Regions from separate parts of the Mus musculus genome. Here regions 1 and 3 are each linked to region 2. A link is a contact called in public HiChIP or PLAC-seq data. All regions are on one chromosome and are shown on one strand. The core of a region is the stretch at or near the end of the contact, and the rest is flanking DNA. Distances in the headings are between cores, read along the strand shown. Region 1 has its middle 110 kb from the start of Gm23056. Region 2 has its middle 22 kb from the start of Cxcr4. Region 3 holds the start of Dars (aspartyl-tRNA synthetase).

Region 1 (4,038 bases), core at 1-2,500, 210 kb after region 2:
ACATAGTACTACCGGAGGATCCAGCAATACCTCTCCTGGGCATATATCCAGAAGATGCCCCAACTGGTAAGAAGGACACATGCTCCACTATGTTCATAGCAGCATTATTTATAATAGCCAGAAGCTGGAAAGAACCCAGATGCCCCTCAACAGAGGAATGGATACAGAAAATGTGGTACATCTACACAATGGAGTACTACTCAGCTATTAAAAAGAATGAATTTATGAAATTCCTAGCCAAATGGATGGACCTGGAGGGCATCATCCTGAGTGAGGTAACACATTCACAAAGGAACTCACACAATATGTACTCACTGATAAGTGGATATTAGCCCAAAACCTAGGATACCCAAGATATAAGATACAATTTCCTAAACACATGAAACTCAAGAAAAATGAAGACTGAAGTGTGGACACTATGCCCCTCCTTAGAAGTGGGAACAAAACACCCTTGGAAGGAGTTACAGAGACAAAGTTTGGAGCTGAGATTAAAGGGTGGACCATGTAGAGACTGCCTTATCCAGGGATCCACCCCATAATCAGCATCCAAACGCTGACACCATTGCATACACTAGCAAGATTTTATCGAAAGGACCCAGATGTAGCTGTCTCTTGTGAGACTATGCCGGGGCCTAGCAAACACAGAAGTGGATGCCCACAGTCAGCTAAAGGATGGATCACAGGGCTCCCAATGGAGGAGCTAGAGAAAGTACCCAAGGAGCTAAAGGGATCTGCAACCCTATAGGTGGATCAACATTATGAACTAACCAGTACCCCGGAGCTCTTGACTCTAGCTGCATATGTATCAAAAGATGGCCTAGTCGGCCATCACTGGAAAGAGAGGCCCATTGGACACACAAACTTTATATGCCCCAGAACAGGGGAACGCCAGGGCCAAAAAGGGGGAGTGGGCGGGTAGGGGAGTGGGGGTGGGTGGGTATGGGGGACTTTTGGTATAGCATTGGAAATGTTATTGAGCTAAATACCTAATAAAAAATGGAAAGAAAAAAAAAAAAAAAAAAAAAGATCTCAAGGCATGGCTCTGCCCACAATCTTCCTTCTGCCTACCAGCTACCTCTCTCAGCTTGAAGTCCCACCAGGGTGCCTATCTGCAGGAGACACAGGCATTCAAGTTCTTACAAAGTAGATCTTTAGGCTGAGGCTAGCCCACAAACCAGACCTGACCTCTCCGAGTTTGAGAGAGGCTCCTTGGGAGGAAGGAGTGACTCGAAAACCTCCCCACTCACACCCCTCCTCTCAGGAGAGTTTCAATTCTGGGTCAAGAGTTGAAACCACCCTGACAAACTACCTAGCCACCCTGGACTATCTCAGGTTTCAGGTCAGGCTTTTGCAGAAGCTCCTCTGGCCTCCTTTTTCTTACAGTGTGACTCTGGGAATTTTTACAACTTATTCTGCGTGCATTGAGGCAGCCTAGCTCTTCTGTGGGGGAGAAGCAGCTCTTAACGCAACACTTTATTATTGTTACATATTTTTGGTCCTGAGCCTATATTTATTTGAAAAAATTTTTACTTGTGTGTGAATGGTGTGTGTGTGTGTGTGTGTGTGTGTGTGTGTGTGTGTGTGTGTGTGTAGTGTGTCCCTGTGCCAAACTGTGCATATGGAGGTCAGAAGACGACCTTAGGTATTGAATGTTACCTTCCATTTTGTTTGAAGAAACGGTCTCTGGTCGGCAGCTGTGTACTCGACTAGTTGGTCTAACAGCTTATGGTATCTTTTGTCTCTAGGTCCCTATAAAAGTCCTGGGACTATAGCCATGTGCTAAGCATCCAGCCTTTGTATGGGTTCTGTGGATTCAGACTCAGATTGCCACATTGGTGCAGTAAGCACTTTATCCACTAAGTCATTTCCCCCATCCCTGTTTTTAATGGACATGGAGTAATTATACATTTTTATGAGACACATTATGACACTCTAATACATTTGTATGATGTATAATATTCATAGGGTAATTGGCATATTCATTGCCTTAGGTGTGCATTGTTTCTTTGACAACTGTTTGTTTCTGTTACTCAAAAGTGTTTTTCTTTTTTACTTTTATTTATGGATATGTGTGTATGTACATATCTACATGTTTGGGCACATGATCACACATGTGCCATGGCCTGCTCAGAGGTCGGAGAACCACTTGTGGGAGTTGGCAATTTCCTCTCACCATGTGGGCTCTGAGGATTAAACTTGAGTTGTCAGGTTTGATGGCAAGAACCTTTACCTGATAAACCATTTAACCGTTAGCCAGCCCTATAACATTTCAGGAATATGGAGAGAGAGAGAGAGAGGGAGAGAGAGCGAGAGCGAGAGAGAGAGAGAGAGAGAGAGAGAGAATGTCTTTCCTACCCATGTACATTTAAAGTTTACAATAAAAATGTGCAACAATAAAACTAACACCCTAGTATTATTTCCAAAATCACATATGAAACATTACAGGGCGGCAAAGGGTACTGTTGATCATGCTTTTGCATTTTAATATATCTTGAGTTTACTTTTAATTATATGTGTGTGTGTCTCAGGTTATGTGCACGTGAGTGCAATACCTGTGGAGAACAAAGAGAGTATCAGGTCCCCTGGAGTTGAAGTTATAGGTGACTATGGGCTACTTGGCTTAGACGCTGGGATCTGAACTCCAGGCCTCTGCAACAGCAGTAGGAGCTTTTAACTGCTGAGCCATCTCTCCAGCCCTACTTTGTGTTTAAGAATCATGTAAATCCATGTAAACGAAAGCTTATGATTCAGTGACATTTAGTATGCCTGCAATGTGTGGCTTCCATCTGCATCCAGACTGTTTGCTTTACCCCCAAATAAAGCCTATATCCAACAGGCAGGAATTCTTATCTTCCCACGGCCTCCCCCAGCCACCTTCTGCCTCTGTGGACTTAGCGCTTCTGGATACATTACGGAAATGCACTTGTGTGATATTTTCTTTCTGCTGATTTTTTAAATCTGAGAGAGTCAGGGAAGGAGAAGGAGAGAGACAGACACAGAGAGAATCAGAGACAGAGGGAAGTGCCAGTGTGGATGGGCACACCCCACAGCCTGCTTCAGTAAGTCAGAGGACAACTTTTGAGAGCTGGTTCTGTTATTCCACTGGAGGATCCAGTAATCAAACTCATGTCTCCAAGCTTGCACACTCACTGGCCCGATGTTTGTTCTTTAAAAGAAAAGAAAAAGAAAATGTGTGAGTGTAAGTGAATGTGCGCGCAGGTGTTGGTGTGTATGTTGGTGTATGTGTGTATGCACCTGTGTATAGAGGTCAGAGTGCAACCTCAAATGTCATTTCTCTGGAGCCATCCATCCTTTCTTTGAGACACGTTCTCTCTTCCTGGCCTGGAACTTGCCAAGGAGGACAAGCTGGCTGGCAGCCAGCCCCAGGGGTTTGCTCGTCTCTCTTCCCCAGGGCTGGCACCACAAGTGAGCCACTAAAACATGGGCTTTGGGGATCCTATGTGGGCACTTGTGCTTGCTAGGTAAGCAGGTCGACAACAGAGCTATCTTCCTGTCCTGCTTTATATTGTTTAATACCAGTTTGTAACTTTTCAAGTTTCTTTCATACTAAAAGCATACGTCAAGACGTTCCAACTTCTATGATAATACTTCAATGTGTTTATACCACATTTTATTGACTTGTTCTTTAGTTATTTTTCTATTATTTTTCTTACCACTGTTTAAAACCCTAAAAGTTGAAGCATCTGAAGATGTAACTCTGTGCTGTTTCAAAGGAGAAACAATGTTCAGAGGAAGTGGAAAAGGTCCAAGGTGCGATTCTGTCAAGTTGGCACCTTCACATCAAACACAGTTGCCTGTTAGGATTGTCACTCTCTGATGTGGCTGTTAAACAAATGTGGCAGAGATCTTTGCTGTGTTTTACTATTTTTTGGCTTAAAAGAAAGCCCTGGGCTTTAGTTGCTACACAGGTCTCCCTTAACTATTTGTGGGGTTTTCTTAATGACCTTAAAGTGGACTTCTTAATCAAGGTGTGGGTGCGCACAGTTCTCCAAATCTCTAAATAGAGAGATGACAGAG
Region 2 (3,877 bases), core at 962-3,461:
GGTGAAGTGCACTGGCTGCTCTTTCAGATTCTCAGCATTGGAATGGTGGCCCACAGCTGTCTGCAGCTCCAGCTCTAGAGGATTCGACTCTTCTGGCTTCTTTGGACTCTGCACACATAGATTTATGCAGGCAAAACACTCATGTACACAACTCTCTCCTCTCTCTCTGTCTTTCTCTGTCTCTCTCTGTGTCTCTGTCTCTGTCTGTCTGTCTCTCTCTGAGATAGGGTTTCTCTGTAGTCCTGACTGTCCTGCAACTCACTCTGTAAACCAGGTCTGGCTTTGCACTCACAGAGATCTGCCTGCCTCTACCTCCTGAGTGCTGCAACTAAAGGGGTATGTGCTACCAGCACCTGGCTTAAAAATAAAGAAGAAAACATCATGTCCTTTGGAATGGAAGTTATATAGTTGAACCACTGTGTAGGTGTTGAAAACCAAACCCTAGTCTTCTGCAAGATAGCAAGTACACTTGACTGCTGAGCCATCTCTCCAGCCCCGGATGGCTAATTTTACCTGCTAACTTGCCACAACCTAGAATCACCTGTTGTGGTGGATTTTCCAGAGAGATTCTTTTCTTCTACTTATCTCTCTGTTTGCACCAAGCACTCCCCAATGTGACATTCAACAAGCAAGAGTCTTTCTAATATTCTGTTATTAAAGTTTAGCTAGGCATGTTTGGCTGTTTATCCAAAGTCTTTATTTCAGTTCTCTGCTTCATTTATGTTGGGTCATGTGGCCTTCCTCTTGACTAAAGAGGTGTTAACAAGAGGTATCTTGATAAGTTTGAGGTGGTGACCCTAAATTTTTATTCTCCTTTCTATGTAAAAATATTGTGTTTTGGAAACTCTCTCTCTCTCTCTCTCTCTCTCTCTCTCTCTCTCTCTCTCTCTCTCTCTGTGTGTGTGTGTGTGTGTGTGTGTGTGTTACTGAGGATGAAACCCAAAGCCTTGGGCAAGCTAGACAAGCACTGAGCTATGTACCCAGTCCTTAGAACTTTGCACTTTGGTGGCAAAACAATCGTATCAGCCCTGGGCTTTTAACATATGGCATATATATATATATATATATATATATATATATATATATATATATATACACATGAATATTTCTGCTTTCCTTGAACTAGTTTCTTGGGGACCATTTAATATAGTACTTAGCAGAATGGATTGCATGAAGCTCTGGTTTTGACTCCCAGCACTTCATAAAACTTGGTGAGATGACACATGTTTGCAATCTGAGCATTGGGAGGTAGGCTGGAAGAGTAGAATTTTAAGGTCATCTCTCTCTACATAGCAAATTGGAGTTTCTATCTTCTATCTATCTATCTATCTATCTATCTATCTATCTATCTATCTATCTATCTATCTATCAACTATTAATCTATTATCTATCTATTGTTTATCTATTATCATCTATCTACTATCTATGTATCTTTGTGTCTATGAATCCATCCATCCATTCATCCATTCATCCATCCATCCATCTTATCTCTATCCCCTAACTAATATATGACATCTTCCCCATATGCATATTCATCTACCTAATTTTTAACATTTATTTATATTTATGTGTAAATGTGTAGCTGTGTGTGAGTTTGTACACATGAGTGCCATGCCTGAGGAAGCTGGAGGAGGGTGTCAGATTTTTTGGAGCTAGAATTACAGCTGATTGTGAGCTAACCAACATGGTGTTGGTAAGTGAACTCTGGTTCTCTGCAAGAGCAGCGAGCACTCTGATCCTCTGCGCTGTCTCTCCAGACAGCCAGCCACCTAGTTTCTTAAGTCAGAAACCTGTTTATCTCCACATCCTGTCGGTTATACCTAAAAGGTCTACCTCACAAATACCCACAAGCCAATCTCAGATCTAGTAGTGATGGCCACCGTTAGTCTGGCTTTGACCCCACCCAGTCATCTCCTGACCACAGGCAGAAACTTTAACGTGTCATTCCACATGTCTGTTTCAACACAGGGGCGTCCCCAGCATCCTAAACGAGGTCCTCCAGAGCCCAGCGGTCTTGTTTTCTCCCCCAACTTCACCTCTCATCACAATCCCTAGCTCCTCCCATCACTCGCTCTAGCTCCTCCCATCACTCTCCCGAGCTCCTCCCATCATTTTCCTTAGCTTCATTCATCATTCTCCCTAGCTTCCAATTCTTCAGAGGCAACAACGCGCTCCTTTCTAGCTCACTCTCTCCAACCGCTGAGCTCATTGCCTCATAGACTGCTGTTTTGACATCTCTGAGTCTGTTCCTTCCTACTTTGTCGTGTCGACTCCTATTCGTTCTCCTGGCAACAGCTTACTTACTCTCTCTCACCGCAGCCTTCTAATTTTCACAGCAACCTATTCTTTTATGTTTTTAACGTAAAGTTAAAATATATTCTTTGTGAAATTCATGCCATAAACAATGTCTTTCAACCATATTGATCCCCTTACTCTTTTTCTAATTCCTCCTGGGTATTTCCCCACATCACCTTCTAAATTTCATGTCCTCTTTCTTTCTTAGTATCCCTTTGAGTGCAATTTATGCTGTCCATATACACATGGTCAGGGGATCTTCATTGGAGCATAATTGACCAACCAGAGGGCAATAAAGAATACTAACCATGAGTCCACTAGAAGCCACCAGTTGTCAATAGCTCCTTAGCTGTGGGTGGGAGCTTATGAGTCTCTTCCTGTTCCATGATGGATTGTTAACTGGCTTGATCATGTGCAGGTTTCATGGAGACAACTACAGTTGCTGTGATCTCATGAGTACACTGGTTCTATCATGTACAGAAGACATTATAACTACTCCCTCTTCCTCTTTCCCTCTCCCACGTCCCTGTGTCTATGTGATTTGAGACAAGTTCTCCCACAGCCGAGACTGGTCTGTACCTTCCTGTGAGGCTGGAGGTGACCTTCAATGTCTTATCTTGTTGTTTCAACCTTCCCCCATGTTATATGACAGCTGTATGCCACCCTGCCTGACGCAGGCCACACTTGAGGTTTGTGTGCATGCCAGACAAGCACTCTACTGATGGAACTGCATTCCCAGTCCTTCTAAGGGACTCCACCACAGAAGACTTTATTTGAAAATTGGTGTTGCTATCAGGTTTTAAAAAATCTCTCATTTTCTGGTTAGAAAACTAGCCAGTTGTCTTCAGGAGCTAAGGAGTTAGCTCGGTGGGTAAAGAACACTTGTTTCTGCTGAAAGGATTCAGTCTCTTCTGAAACAATAAAATGAAGAGCAACAGAGAACAACACATAATAGACCTGGCCTGGACTGGCTTCCATAAGGGCACACATTGCTGAGCTGTGTCCACATGTACACACGAGTGCATGCACACACACCCACACAAATAAACACACACACATAGGCAAAAGCACACACCACACACACAAACATATACTCTCACAGATGGACACACCACACACACATATACACACTCACATATGCGCACACAAACACAGACACACACCAAACACATACGAACACATACCACATACATACACACATATACACACCATGCTCACTCAGAGATACACATACCACACACACCCTGACACACAAACACACACACATATACATACACTCACACACTCACGTATGCACCCACCCACACACATGCACACACTGGGGAGGGCTGGACAGTGATTCAGAGAACACACACACTCACACACTGTGTGGACTCTGGGATTTGAGAACCTAGGGAAGGAAACCTGGGCAGCACAGGAAACTCTCACAAAGGAGAAGGTTGCACCTTATGAAACCCAGTGAGGAAATGCACTTCAAGTGTGCCTGTTCCTACCCTCTACAGGTCCTCTGGACAGAGACCTGTGTGGCCCAGTCCCTGTAGCAGGGACATGGGATGAGGTCAAAGGAGCCAGGCGATCTGAA
Region 3 (3,918 bases), core at 26-2,525, 150 kb before region 2:
TACCATATACTGTATCTTATACCTATACTACTTACAATGGTGTGTTGATAATTTATACAATTAGACACACTAACACACAAAAATAATTTCCTTAAATTTTTTTTTAACAAGGTAGTTTTGAAAGATGTCTGAAACAGTTTCTGTTCTTCTACATTCTCTTGTTGAAATTGTTTCTTCAATATGAGAGAACTGTCACATAATGGTATGTGCCATAAATAGGTGGTGCATTTGAACCAAAGGGGGGTGAAAATAAGAAAAAAAAGTGTTATTGTTTCTATTTAGTACTCACATTTCAGCAGAACTAAATAGTAACTTATTATTCTGAGTTATGATGTAGTTAGCAAATGCTGAATTCCTCCACCAAAAAATTAGGAGCCAGGAAAAGATTAAGACTTAAGTATTACTACAAACACCTAACTTAGAGGATTTCAAACCTTGACTTCTGCAAAGTGCTATGGATCACTGAGGGTTATCTCTGGGAATTGCACTACCCTACCTCACAGAGTCACTGAGAAAGGAAACCAAGATAACACGTGTTGGCAGCTGTCACAAGGAAAAGTCATTAAATACACTGGCAGCTCGTGCTGCAAAGGGCTGTCTTTACTGGCCAGAACATTATGAGGGCTGAGGGTATCGATTAGTGGTGCTTTATCAGAAATGTCCGGGGACTGGGCTGGTGTGTTCCGTGCAGGACGTGCTAACCTAGGAAGGCTCGAGTGAACCTCGCCGCAGCTACTTCCGGTTCCGCGAGCGCCCACGTTTGCCTGTCCCCCCACCCCCAGGAACACGGTTCTTCCAGGCCACGGTCCCAAGAGTTAACAGTCCCGAGTAGTTGAGGCCGCGAGCCCAGGCACGGCCCCTGGGGTCCTCGGGAGCACTGGCCTGCGACGCGACACCCCACGCCGCGGCCTGCGAGTAAAGCGCTGACGGGAGCTACGGAAGCGGCGCCCGGATCGCCCCACTCCCTCCCTCAGCGCACTCCCCGACCCGGGGGGAAAGGAGGAAACCCACTTCCGCCGCGTCCACGATCTCCCGCGGCTTCTCCTGACCCTTACGGCTGGCGTTGGTGCTGGGCATCAGGACACTGGATTTGGGGAGTGGATACCACCCTCCCTCGCAGGCTTCCGTAGGACAGGCTAAGAAGCGGCTCCCTCCCGCACAGTCTCGCCCTCCCAGCCCGGGTTCTAAGCCCCCAGTCTCCGCGTGGAACCTTGGCTTCGGAAATATCGCGAGAGCCACAGCGAGCTCTCGCGCGCCGCCGCCAGCTCCTCCCTCTGCCCCGCCCACGGGAGTCATGGGGCGTGGCCCAGAAGTGGGTGTGGTCTCGCAGGATAGGCTCCGAGGAATCTTCCCTGCAGAGCCTCTTGACATACCTACCCTCTTGGTCTAACTTCATTCCAGTTAATTGTCTTCCCCTTGCTCCCAGAGTCCCTCTTTTTAAATTTAATTCTAATTATTTTAAAGACAGGGTCTGTGTAATGCTGTCTGGCCTGGAACTCACGAGGATCCTCCTGCCTCTGCTCCCTGAGTGCTGGGATTAAGAGTGTGAAACACCACGAGCTTGCTTACTTGTATATTTAGAGACAGGGAGTTGGGGGTGGGGTGAGTATCATTGTTTCACCCTCCCTGGCAGACAGCTTGTCTCGCGTCCTGCCAGCTGGGATCTCCGCTTTTGGAATTGATGCCTTCACTGCCCTGTGGAAGCCTGTCTCTTGGGTCAGAGGAGGTCTCTGGGCAACCTGCTCTGTGTGGGAAGGCAGGATGCTGTGTTAGAGGTAGGCAGGTAGGCTCCTAAGGCAGGATGGAGTACTGTTTTAAAAGCAATAGCCTACAGGTTTTCCTTGACTTGTTGTGTTGTGAAAGGCAATGCATAGTATAGTGTTGGTTGTCTAATGGGTGAATCTTCCCTAAATTAGACTTTTGAAAAATGCTGTCGTTTTTATTGAATGTGGGCTTTGGTAATTCGGGCCTGCAGTTAACAGCACTCAGGAAGCAGAGGCCAGCCTTGTTTGCGTAGTGAGACTCTATCTTAAAACAACAACCAAGAAGGAAAAGTTTGTTGGGATGAAATTTGAAGACTTGATTACATACTACTTCCGGTGCTGGACACAAGCTTTAGCCGTCTTTGTCACATTTTAGCTGTCTGTAGTGTCTTATCTTGACATAAAATGTCATGGTCAATACTTGTTAACAGGATACAATTGGACCCTCCTCCCCAACCCTACCTTATCCCCTCAAATGAAAGCTCTCTGGGAATAACTTTACTTAGATCTGGAATCCAGGTAAGATTTTACTTAGATCTGGAATCCAGGTAAGATAGATATGGTGGCTCCAGAAGTGTAGTTTACTATGTAGTTATAGGTGGGGGAAAATATGGTTCAATTAACTCATCAGTGGTTATAAATATGTGCTTTGTGCTAAGCGTTATATAAACCATTGGCAATAAAATGATTACTGATGGTTCTGGCCAGGATCCTGAGCTGATCTTTCTACTTGACGCAGGCTGACTGCCGAGAAGAGACACATCTTAATCTGCTACTGTTTGCTCAAAACAGAAGAATGTATTCATTCCTTAGGGAATGATAGTGAATACTTATGGTCAATAGCACATTCCATTATAGTCAAGGGATTCCAATGCAGAAAGCATCTGAATTGGCTCCATTTCTAAAAGAAGTATTTATTCTCTTAGCCTTAGTACTAATGTATGCCCTGATCGACAGAAGGCAACATATAAATTCTATTGTCATTTGGTAGGGTGGAATTGTCATATTTCAGTGTGTCCACAAGACTCCTTTTGTTTGTTTGTTTCTTGTTGTTTTCCTGCATATGTCTTACTGTGCTCCTTTGCTTTGATAGAATATTCTTATTTAGGTCATAACTTTGGAGTAACGATGTAAATATGTGTAAGAAATATCAACTATGACTTTTTCTATCGAATACTGTAAAACTTGTGTTTAAAACCAGGAATTCAAATCTGTTTATCTCCCTTTCCTTACAAGACTTATGAAAATGCTTTAGTTCCCTACCCAGTAAAACCTTTGTTTACACAAAGGCTCCATGCTCTAGACTAGGAATTCAATGGCCTGGAACAGTGACCCTTTTCTCCTTGGAGCAGTGACCCCTTCCTGCTTCTTCCATTTCCTGTGCACCAGTTCTTTGCAGACTAGCCAACTGAATAAGACTGTGAGGTCGGACCCCAGCCAATGGGGAAAAGACACAGCTGAGGTAAAATAAAAACCAAATGTACTTCCTGTGTTGGGATGTTTGCTCTTCAGAGGATACCCTTTGATCAAGAGTCAAGTTTGCCTTGTCCAGATACTTCGGTTGGACTGGTCATGTCTTTCTCTGTGTTCCTGAACTTATTTCTAACAATATGTGCTCTTGCTTTCTCACCTAACAGAAGAAAAGCATTTGCTAGCTACATCAATGGACACACGCTATACTCCTGAGGTCTCCCAAGTGTCAGTAGTTGGGGTTTCTCAGCAGAAGAGCATCTTGGCAGATTGGGGCCAAGGAATGCCATAAAGTCACACATGCAACAGACCTCACTCAAGAGATTTAGTGGGGCTTGGGGGAGGGTATACAAAGACAGCCTTTGAGCAAGGATGGAGGAGAAAGAGAACAAGTTGTGAAGACACAGGCTTTATAAAGGGATACAGTAAATGTGCACAGGGAGAATACGCCACCTACGATGATTGGAAATGGGCTGCATTTGGTGACTGGTGAGATGACGTGGCTGCTGTCTCTTGAGTTACTGAAGGCAGGCTGGGTAGGGAAGACCTGGTTCTGGAATGAGGATGGTTCTTAGTTTTCTTATATTCCTCTCTCTTATTTATTATAAAAGGTGAGGAATAGGAAGGGGTGACAGGTGAGGTAGAAATGGGGGCGCCGTGTTCCTTAGATTGCTTCCTGCTGTCT

Evidence for each region. HiChIP or PLAC-seq counts read pairs in DNA pulled down with a chosen protein or histone mark.
Region 1: a CTCF HiChIP or PLAC-seq map of CD8 T cells shows a contact between it and region 2, with 5 read pairs. The contact joins two enhancer-like sites. A contact is called at or near these places in 1 of 15 datasets of contacts at CTCF or cohesin (CD8 T cells) and 5 of 115 datasets of contacts at active chromatin or transcription factors (CD8 T cells, bone marrow-derived macrophages, effector CD8 T cells and 2 more).
Region 3: a contact with region 2 is called in a BATF HiChIP or PLAC-seq map of CD8 T cells, with 7 read pairs. The contact joins the promoter of Dars here to the enhancer-like site in region 2. A contact is called at or near these places in 9 of 39 promoter capture datasets (3T3-L1-derived adipocytes, the C10 cell line, the HPC-7 cell line and 4 more), 2 of 15 datasets of contacts at CTCF or cohesin (large pre-B cells and pro-B cells), 18 of 484 Hi-C or Micro-C datasets (B cells, CD4 T cells, CD8 T cells and 11 more), 22 of 115 datasets of contacts at active chromatin or transcription factors (CD8 T cells, the HPC-7 cell line, the SCID.adh cell line and 18 more) and 2 of 9 other capture datasets (adipose tissue and liver).

Annotation. Positions count from the first base shown.
Region 1 is chr1:128,778,676-128,782,713 of GRCm38.p6, forward strand. No RefSeq gene overlaps it. Among named protein-coding and RNA genes, the nearest start is that of Gm23056, 110 kb to the right of the region's middle. Within about 2 kb of position 1,251, at least 4 of the 459 cell types and tissues checked have an H3K27ac peak or open chromatin away from gene starts, as enhancers often do. A contact at or near this core is called in CD8 T cells, where this site is marked.
Region 2 is chr1:128,568,305-128,572,181 of GRCm38.p6, forward strand. No RefSeq gene overlaps it. Among named protein-coding and RNA genes, the nearest start is that of Cxcr4, 22 kb to the right of the region's middle. Within about 2 kb of position 2,212, at least 59 of the 459 cell types and tissues checked have an H3K27ac peak or open chromatin away from gene starts, as enhancers often do. A contact at or near this core is called in CD8 T cells, the HPC-7 cell line, acute myeloid leukemia and 1 more, where this site is marked.
Region 3 is chr1:128,416,141-128,420,058 of GRCm38.p6, forward strand. It overlaps Dars (aspartyl-tRNA synthetase), which reads right to left and starts at 1,276. Exons shown (of 16, transcript NM_177445.5): 1 at 1,012-1,276. The coding sequence starts at 1,077.